Linked DNA regions of Mus musculus: region 2 is linked to region 1. The links are chromatin contacts, called in public Hi-C maps. All regions are on one chromosome and are shown on one strand. The core of a region is the stretch at or near the end of the contact, and the rest is flanking DNA. Distances in the headings are between cores, read along the strand shown.

The links. A called contact is a pair of places that touch in the nucleus more often than the background predicts.
Region 2: a contact with region 1 is called in a Hi-C map of Th1 cells, with 4 times the contacts expected there. The contact joins two enhancer-like sites. A contact is called at or near these places in 3 of 484 Hi-C or Micro-C datasets (the C2C12 cell line, Th1 cells and nephron progenitors) and 1 of 115 datasets of contacts at active chromatin or transcription factors (Th17 cells).

What each region holds. Positions count from the first base shown.
Region 1 is chr15:94,088,068-94,092,538 of GRCm38.p6, reverse strand. All of the region lies in intron 2 of Gm30665 (a long non-coding RNA gene), which reads left to right. Among named protein-coding and RNA genes, the nearest start is that of Gm30665, 18 kb to the left of the region's middle. Within about 2 kb of position 2,493, at least 22 of the 459 cell types and tissues checked have an H3K27ac peak or open chromatin away from gene starts, as enhancers often do. A contact at or near this core is called in Th1 cells and Th17 cells, where this site is marked.
Region 2 is chr15:94,211,574-94,216,155 of GRCm38.p6, reverse strand. No RefSeq gene overlaps it. Among named protein-coding and RNA genes, the nearest start is that of D630010B17Rik, 33 kb to the left of the region's middle. Within about 2 kb of position 1,500, at least 45 of the 459 cell types and tissues checked have an H3K27ac peak or open chromatin away from gene starts, as enhancers often do. A contact at or near this core is called in Th1 cells and Th17 cells, where this site is marked.

The DNA of each region.
Region 1 (4,471 bases), core at 1,244-3,743:
CAACAACCACATGAAGGCTCACAACCATCTGTGCTGGCATACATAAAATAAATAAGTAAATCTAAAAATAAAATAAAAAAAATTTTTAAAAAATTACAAAGCATATAATGTAGAGGAAAACATCAGCAGGGAGCAAAGAAAAAAACCAAGAGTGGGGAAAGTATCTGTGAATTATACATGGGGCAGGGAATTAATATGAATACCTACCAAAATGAAACACTGAAAATCTCATCCAATTAATAGGACTAGGGAACTAAGTAGACATCTTGCAAAAAAAAAATGTATGTAGCCAATAAATACATAATCTACCACTTGTGGATGTTATCTGCAGTACACTGGAGTTGACATGACACAGAGATGCTTGCTTTTGCTGTCCTAAGACATGGAATCAGCTTAGACCCCCCATCAGCAGAGGGGCTGTTAAAGAACGTCTGGCATAGATACACAATGGAATTTTATCCAGCCACAAAAGAAGACATTTCCTAGACAATTGAGGCAACTGGAGATTTATGTTAAGTGACATAAAGGTAAAACACCATATATTTTCTCTGAAGGGCAGACTAGGTTTAAGTTGAGAGATAGATGGATAGACAGACAAACAAGGAATAGAAACGTGGTGCAGGAGAGATGGCTCAGCACTATCAGATATATCTTACATTATAAAGTCAATGAAAAAGCAGACACTATTACATGTCACACACATCTTTGCTCTTGAGTCCAATCCCATGCCTACATGTCTTCCATGTAGCCTGACTGGAGCTGTTGATTGAAAACAGTCTTCCTACTAGGAGAAAAAAAAATTAATTTAGTCATGGTTCTACTCTATCACTTCTTTCCTATTTTTCTTTCATCTAGTAGTTTTTTCATACAATATGTTCTGGTTGTTCTCCTCCTCAACTGTTCTGAGATACGCACACACAAACACACACCACACACACACATACACACACACACACCTCCCAAATCCCCATCCTTTCTGTTTCTCTTAGAAACAGACATCTAAGGGATAATAATGAGATAAAATGAGATTTAAAAAAAAAAAACAGAATAGGACAAAAAAAAAAAAAAAAACAAACACAAGAAAAAGATCCAAGGGGGAAATAGCCATATAAACCACAAAGAGACAAAGACACATGTTTGTTCACAGAAAAACCCATAACAGCACACAGCTAGAAGCCATAATACATGCAAAGGTCCTGTGAGACTTTATTAAAATGCTATGACAAAACATGACGCTGCCGCTGAGTGTTTTGTGTTGGCCACTGATGGGCATGGGTGGTTAAACCTTAACAGTGCTTTGTGTCTCTAGTGAGAATCCTTTAAAAGAAACTAATTTTTCAGTTGTGAGTGATTATCGATTGGATATAGAGTCTGGGTTAGGGAGGGGCCTGCATTTACCTTTCCCTTTCAGTTGTAGGACCCACGCAGGTCCTGTGCATGCTGCCACAGTCTCTGTGAGGTCACACATGGAACTGTCTTGCCATGTTTAGAGGGCCTACTTTCCTTAACGTTCTCCAACCCCTCTGGTTCTTACATGCTTTTAGCCTTCTAGTCTGCAGGGTTCCCTGAGCCCTGAAGGGAGGGTTCAGATGGAAACATCCCATTTGGGACTGAGTGTTCCAAGGACTCTCACTCACTGCACATTGTGTGGCTGTGGGTCTCCGTCTTTGTTTTTTTTTTTATCTACTGCAGGAGGAAGCTTCTCTGATGATGATAACCGAGCAAGGCCCTGATCTATGAGTATAGCAAGAAGGTCAGTAAAGCACAAAATGTTCTCTCCTTGCCGTTTGTTTCCTACCTTGCAAACATCTTTACCTCAGATAGGCACGCTGGAAATGTCACCAAGTTCTCTGAAATTAATCATGTCTTCACATTTGAAGAAGACAAACCAATGCTTGACTGAGTCACAGTTGACATTCGGGACTTCAAAAACATCCTCCAGTAAATATTAAATTTCTGGAAACAAAATGAACTTAAAAACTTAACTTTGGTGGAAACAGGTTCCTTGTAGTGAGGAATAGTTCCTGGAAGAACTCCTTTGAGGTAGGCTTCCTGTCCACCACAGTTGCAGAATTATTCGACTTTTCCTTGACCAAGATTTTGTTGGAGTCAGATAATGTGTCAAAAATTGAAGGCCTCTTGAGGCAGAGCAGTATGAAGGCACACACACACACACACACACACACACACACACACACACACACACACACACTTCTGACTGAATTGCTCTGCTTGGCTTCATGCTAACTTTGGCAATATGTTCTAATTTTCTGGCTCATTCTCTGGATCATTCTGTCTTCACCTGTGTCTAGCTTGTTCTCTCTAGCACCTGTCTTTGTAAAACTGTCCCACTAAGACTGCCATACTACCACACACCTGTTGTGGGAAATATTAAAAACAAACCGGCATGTTTCTGCTGGCAACTCTCTGCTCCAGCACCTGGCCAGCTATGCACTGTCAGGCAAAAGCCATCCTGTTTTTATCTTGTGGAGACTCTGACTCAGAACTCCACGTCTCTCCACCCAGCTCACTAGGTTCCCACTGACGGGTCGTTACCATGCCAACCCCGTGCTTCAAATCCCCCATGGCCTTTGTGGTGCACATCTGGCAAACCCACGCTTTGCTGCTATACCTTTCTCTCTTGAACCCAGATGAGCCACCTTGTGTAGGAAAACACAACACAAACCTAATTCAGAAACAGTGATAACTCAATCTCTGGGTGCAGCAACTAAAACCTAATCTTGTAAGCCTTATTAAAATCTGATTCCTCCTGTGGCAAATCCTTGCTGATCTGCCATGATACTGAGAAACTCTAGCAGCTACATCTTACCCCTCTGCTGTTCCATTCCAAAAAGGGCCTAACTCCCTCCTGTGTCCTCTCTTCCTCCCTCCAACCCAGAAGTCCCGCCCATTCACCCAGTGATTGGCTCCTTTATTCATTAGGTGATTGGTTCACAAGAACAGCCAGGCCCATCCACAACATAAACCCACATCCACACACCCACATCCACACACTCACATTCACACACTCACATCCACACACTCACATTCACACACTCACATTCACACACTCACATTCACACACTCACATTCACACACTCACATTCACACACTCACATCCACACACTCACATTCACACACTCACATTCACACACTCACATTCACACACTCACATCCACACACTCACATTCACACACTCACATTCACACACCCACATCCACACACTCACATTCACACACTCACATCCACACACTCACATTCACACACTCACATTCACACACTCACATTCACACACTCACATCCACACACTCACATTCACACACTCACATTCACACACCCACATCCACACACTCACATTCACACACTCACATTCACACACCCACATCCACACACTCACATTCACACACCCACATCCACACACTCACATTCACACACTCACATTCACACACCCACATCCACACACTCACATTCACACACTCACATCCACACACCCACATCCACACACTCACATTCACACACCCACATCCACACACTCACATCCACACACTCACATCCACACACTCACATTCACACACTCACATTCACACACCCACATCCACACACTCACATTCACACACTCACATTCACACACCCACATCCACACACTCACATTCACACACTCACATTCACACACCCACATCCACACACTCACATTCACACACTCACATTCACACACCCACATCCACACACTCACATTCACACACTCACATTCACACACCCACATCCACACACTCACATTCACACACCCACATCCACACACTCACATTCACACACTCACATTCACACACCCACATCCACACACTCACATCCACACACTCACATTCACACACTCACATTCACACACTCACATTCACACACCCACATCCACACACTCACATTCACACACCCACATCCACACACTCACATTCACACACTCACATTCACACACCCACATCCACACACTCACATCCACACACTCACATCCACACACCCACATCCACACACTCACATCCACACACTCACATCCACACACCCACATCCACACACTCACATTCACATACCCACACATGCACTCTCCCTGTACTGCTCTTAAGTAGCCTCTCCTGTGCTGTTCTTGTGTGAGTTGGACAAATCCTATCTCTGACTCATTTTGTCAAATCTTTCTCTTCTTCTTCACTTTGTCTACCCCTCAATTAGATATCACTTTCAAACATGTCTGCTTCCTTCTACAAACTAACCTTAAACTTCATTGTTAGGGATTAAAAGCATGTATTAAGGACATGTCTGTATTCTTGCCAGATCATACTATAGTACAGGGTGTGTCTACATTCTGGCTGGGTCATATAGACTTAGTTCTTTGCCAGAGCAGTCATGTTGCTGGATTAAATTTCTCCTACAGACTGTCATTTTAAACACAGATTCTAGGACGTTGTCTGTTCCATTTGCAAGTCTG
Region 2 (4,582 bases), core at 251-2,750, 120 kb before region 1:
GACTAAGACAGATGGGCTAACCCATAAAAGCAAAGCCCACGTCTCAGTAAGCACAGTGACAAGGCAGTTGCTCATTGGCTGACTCCAACTGTCAATCTCCAGATCTCATCCCTCATAGGCGAATCAATGGAGGTGACTTTAATTCCATCTGATTTACATTGTCAGATAGACAATACCTTGATGAGAGTTCTCGAGGGGAAAAACAAAACAAAACAAAAAGGAAAAATACCTTACTCTATAAAGCAATGATACTAAGCCAGACCTATCCAGGAAATAGCAGCCTGCAAAATATATTGATCTACTGTGCGGATAAAACGGAGCTGCACTCGGATTCATTTCTTTAGTTGTTAATAAATCCGCATCTGCCAAATATTTTCAATTTGTAACTCATTCCAATAGATTACCCAAATTAAAAAAAATCAGAAAGATTCTATATTTTCCCCTATTGGCCCCTATCACTTGCTTTCTCCCTTTTTAAAAGATACTTCTGTTTGTATCTTGATGATCCTTCTATAGATCTTCAGAAAACTCTTAATGAGCTGTAATTATGTTCTCAATTAGTCCATCAATAAGGACAAAAAAATAGATTGGCAAGCTACCTTTCTACTAAAAGCTGATAATTACCAACAAAGTGGGGCATTAATTAAAATTATGTCTAGAGCTCTCCTCATATTCAATTCATTAGTTTTAAAACTATGCATGTAGTTGACCTTACTCATCTACTGCTGTACACCTGGCACCTAGGATCATCAGGTCTTAGTAAGTACTGGCAGAATGGATAGATACCTTGATGATAAGTCAACCTACTTAAGACGCTGTTTTACGCCTCATCACTCTATAGGTAAGTGCCCTTTCCTATAAGAAACGCATGTGTGAGCCAGGCAGTGGTGGTGCACGCCTTTAATCCCAGCACTTGGGAGGTGGAGGCAGTCGGATTTCTGAGTTTGAGGCCAGCCTGGTCTACAGAGTGATATCCAGGACAGCCAGGGCTACACAAAGAAACCCTTTGGAGAAAAAAATATGCAAATAGATAAATAATAAAACAACCACTAAAAAAGATAGCTAAGGATGATGCTGTTTGGAACATACACACACATACACACACATACACACGCACACAGAGAGAGAGAGAGAATGAGAGAGGGGGAACAACTCATGAAGCAACATTGTTGAAGATCAGAGCTTTGAAGAGCAGATATGAGTTTGGGAGGTGAGAACAGTTAGGACAGGACAAGCCTACCACTCAATTCCTTGATCTGTGTTCAAACTCAACTTCCAGCCAGTAAATCTGGATATGTGATCTAGGTGATGCTCACTACTCTGGGTAAAGGGAAGATGACAATAGCTTCTGTCACACAGGAGAGCTGTGGGATTCACAATAGCCATAGGGAGACCCCCGTGGTAGTGAGTGATCCAGTTCTTACGCAGCTACACAGAGCTTCAGAGTGATCCGTTATTCAGATGGTGGCAGCAGCGGCGGCAGCAGCGGCAGCATATCTCAGAAGGAAATGAGCACCAGATGTTCTGTGCACACGTGACCTTAGACTCTGCAAACAGCTACAGCCACCTATGGAGAAGCTCACTATGTCCTGTGTGGGCGACTCTGATCCTCAGAGGTTACTTCTGTCTTGGGATAGATCTCAAACCATGGGGAGTGGTTGTAGGACTAAGATTTGTCAGTGAGCAGCGCTTGACAGGAGCATAAAACACTGCTAGAGTGTGGGGTGTATGTGTCAGGGGGAGCTGAGCAAGGAGTAATCTTAGATTTAAAAACTTGTGCTGTCTTTCCCCCAAATCCCTCTAATAAATACAACTTCCCTTCATGCTTTAAGGAAACATCTTTCATAGAAGGTGAAGGATTTATTGGTATAACTGCCTCATCTGAGATTCCAGGAAACATGAACACAGTGTGGTTGCTTTTTCACTTTAAACTTCTGGGAAAGCCAATCAAAACCACAGCATAGTATCCCTTGTGCCTCTCTTGGAACGTGGCAGGGACTCTGGTCTCCACTAGTACATTCTGTCTGACCTGACCAGGAAATCTCTACACCAGGTTGGTCTTTCCTAGCTAACACAAAGACCTAGATACATTTTGTTTGTTTCAATGGCTTCCCAAGGGAGATGGGGCAACAAAAACTCCCTTCAGCAGGTGTGGCACAGTTTGTGCAATCCTGTATTGACAACAACAATAGCTACCAACATCATATTTCCGTTGCTTTTATTTCAGTGATTTTAAAAGTGAAAAGTCAACATGTTATTATTTATAGATACATATCAGAGGGATTGCTATCTCCCTAACAGTGCAAATATTTCAGTGACTTTGAAAATGAAACGCATTCTAACTCCTAGGTCTATTCAGACTCAGTGTATCTACCTCTTGAGACTCAGCCCTCCTTGCATTGTGGTTTTCTTGCAATAAATCTCCCTTTTCTTATTAAAATCTAAGGTGTATTTATTATTAGAGATGCCTCTATCAGTTCCTTGTCACTAAAGAGGACCTTTCCTTTTCAGCTGTATTACTCTGTGGTGGACAAGAGAGGGCACTCTTGTATTTCATGTGAAATCGAGAACATGATTTTTTTTTCCCCAACTGTTTAAGGATTGACTAGAGAGAAGTGAGGTTTTTAAATGGGCTGGAAAAAAAAATGTAAAACATAAAACATCGACACAAATGTATCGCTTTTACAAATAAGTCAAACATAAGAGAATTTTTGGAAGATTACCCTATAAATCGCTTTAAAGAGATTTTGACAAACAAATGCAAATAAGAAGAGACATAAAAATCCTTTTCTACTAAGCTTGACTTAATTCAATCTGAAATAAGTAACCATTAGAAATAATGCAGTTTAAGAACGATGAGAAAGGCTTTCTTACATTCCAAATTTCACAGAAGCTAGGGTTTTTACTTGAAAAGAGTGCTCTCCCCTGATCTACAATGGAATCAAAATCATCCAATTTAAAGTAGAAAACAATGGAATGATATCTCCCCAGCTCCAAGGAGGAGGATTTTTATCATTCTAAAACACAGCCTGGCTGCCCCTGATTATATCCCTTTGGGTTGAGTTGTGCGGGAACTGATGCTAGAACCCATAAAACAGAGCCATCAGAACCTACCAAGTATTTATTCTGTTGGCCCTTTGCTCCCAGGACCACTGGATCCCGTAATCCTCCAGAGGATCCTAAGCTTTGCAGTTGAATGGATTCGTATGGATTATTTTCTCCAGCAGCTGCTGCTAATAGTCAAACCCCAGGGAAAGATCCAGAAAGAGCTCCGTAGTGGACCTCAGAGGGAGCCGTGTCTGGGAACAGCACCCTTATCAAAGACCAAAATGTCAGTCATTCAAAATAAGTACTTATTTATCTAAAATTCTAAATGCTATTAGCACTCTGTTGAGGGTAAGACTCATAACAGACTAAATCAACAGTGACATATATGTTAATACGTCTATTATTTTTATTCTTAAAGAATTCAAGTTTTTAAGTTATGGTAATAAGGAGTCAGGAGTAAAAATTACTTTGTTCTGCATTAAATTCGACTTCTATTGGCTTACCATGAACTGTTTCAGTGACTAAAATGTGTTATGTGGCATTTTCTATCTCCTGATTAAAAATTATTGCTAAATTTTGTTCTTTAAGACTTATGTTCTTAAGAGGAAAAGTATTCTCTAGGGCTGGAGAGATGGCTCAGAGTTGATAGTACCCAGTACTCTTACAGAGGGCCTGGGTTTGGATCTCAACACACACATAGTGGCTCACAGCCATCTGTAAACTCAGTTCCAGGGGGATCTGGCACACATGCACGTAAAATGAAAATATATATATATATATTCAACTACTCTATGCAAAATTATTCATTATTGTTTTGAATATATGTAACACAAAAGTGTTCTCATATTGTTCAATTGTCAGCCTCCCTTTACACTGACAGTTTATTTTGATTGTCAACTTGATGGGCTCTAGAGTTATCGTGGAAACATATCTCAGCATTTCTATGGTAAGTGATGTAGATTGCCTCAGCTAAAATGGAAAACCTAGTGTGAATGGTATTATTATATAGGCTGGGGTTCCAGGTTGAATAAAAAAGAAAAAGCAAGCTGAATGCAAACATTCATCACTGTTGGCTTTGTAACTGTGAATTCAATGTGACCAAACCAGCCACTTCCTGTTTTTCCTGCCATGCTTGCATTGCCTGTATGGACTGCCTCCCTCTGAAACTGTAAGAAAAATAAGGTTTTGGGTTTTGTTTGTGTCTGTTTTTTAATCGGGTTTATCTATCTATCTATCTATCTATCTATCTATCTATCTATCTATCTATCTTTGTCACAGCTTTGAGTAAGTAACTAATATAGAAGATTTAATACCAGAAGTGGGGTTATTGATGTGAGACCTTTATTTAGTGGTTGTAGACCCATGAAATGGGTCTTCAGGAGGTATATAGAAGATCTTTGAATTTTGCTCTGGAAAAGCCTTCAAATGCTGTGAGGAGACACTGCTGGGGTATTCTAATAGGAGTTCAGAAGACAAGAAGGCTGAGAGAAATATAGACATTGGAAGCGTATCTCATGAAATTTCAAAGGGGAGA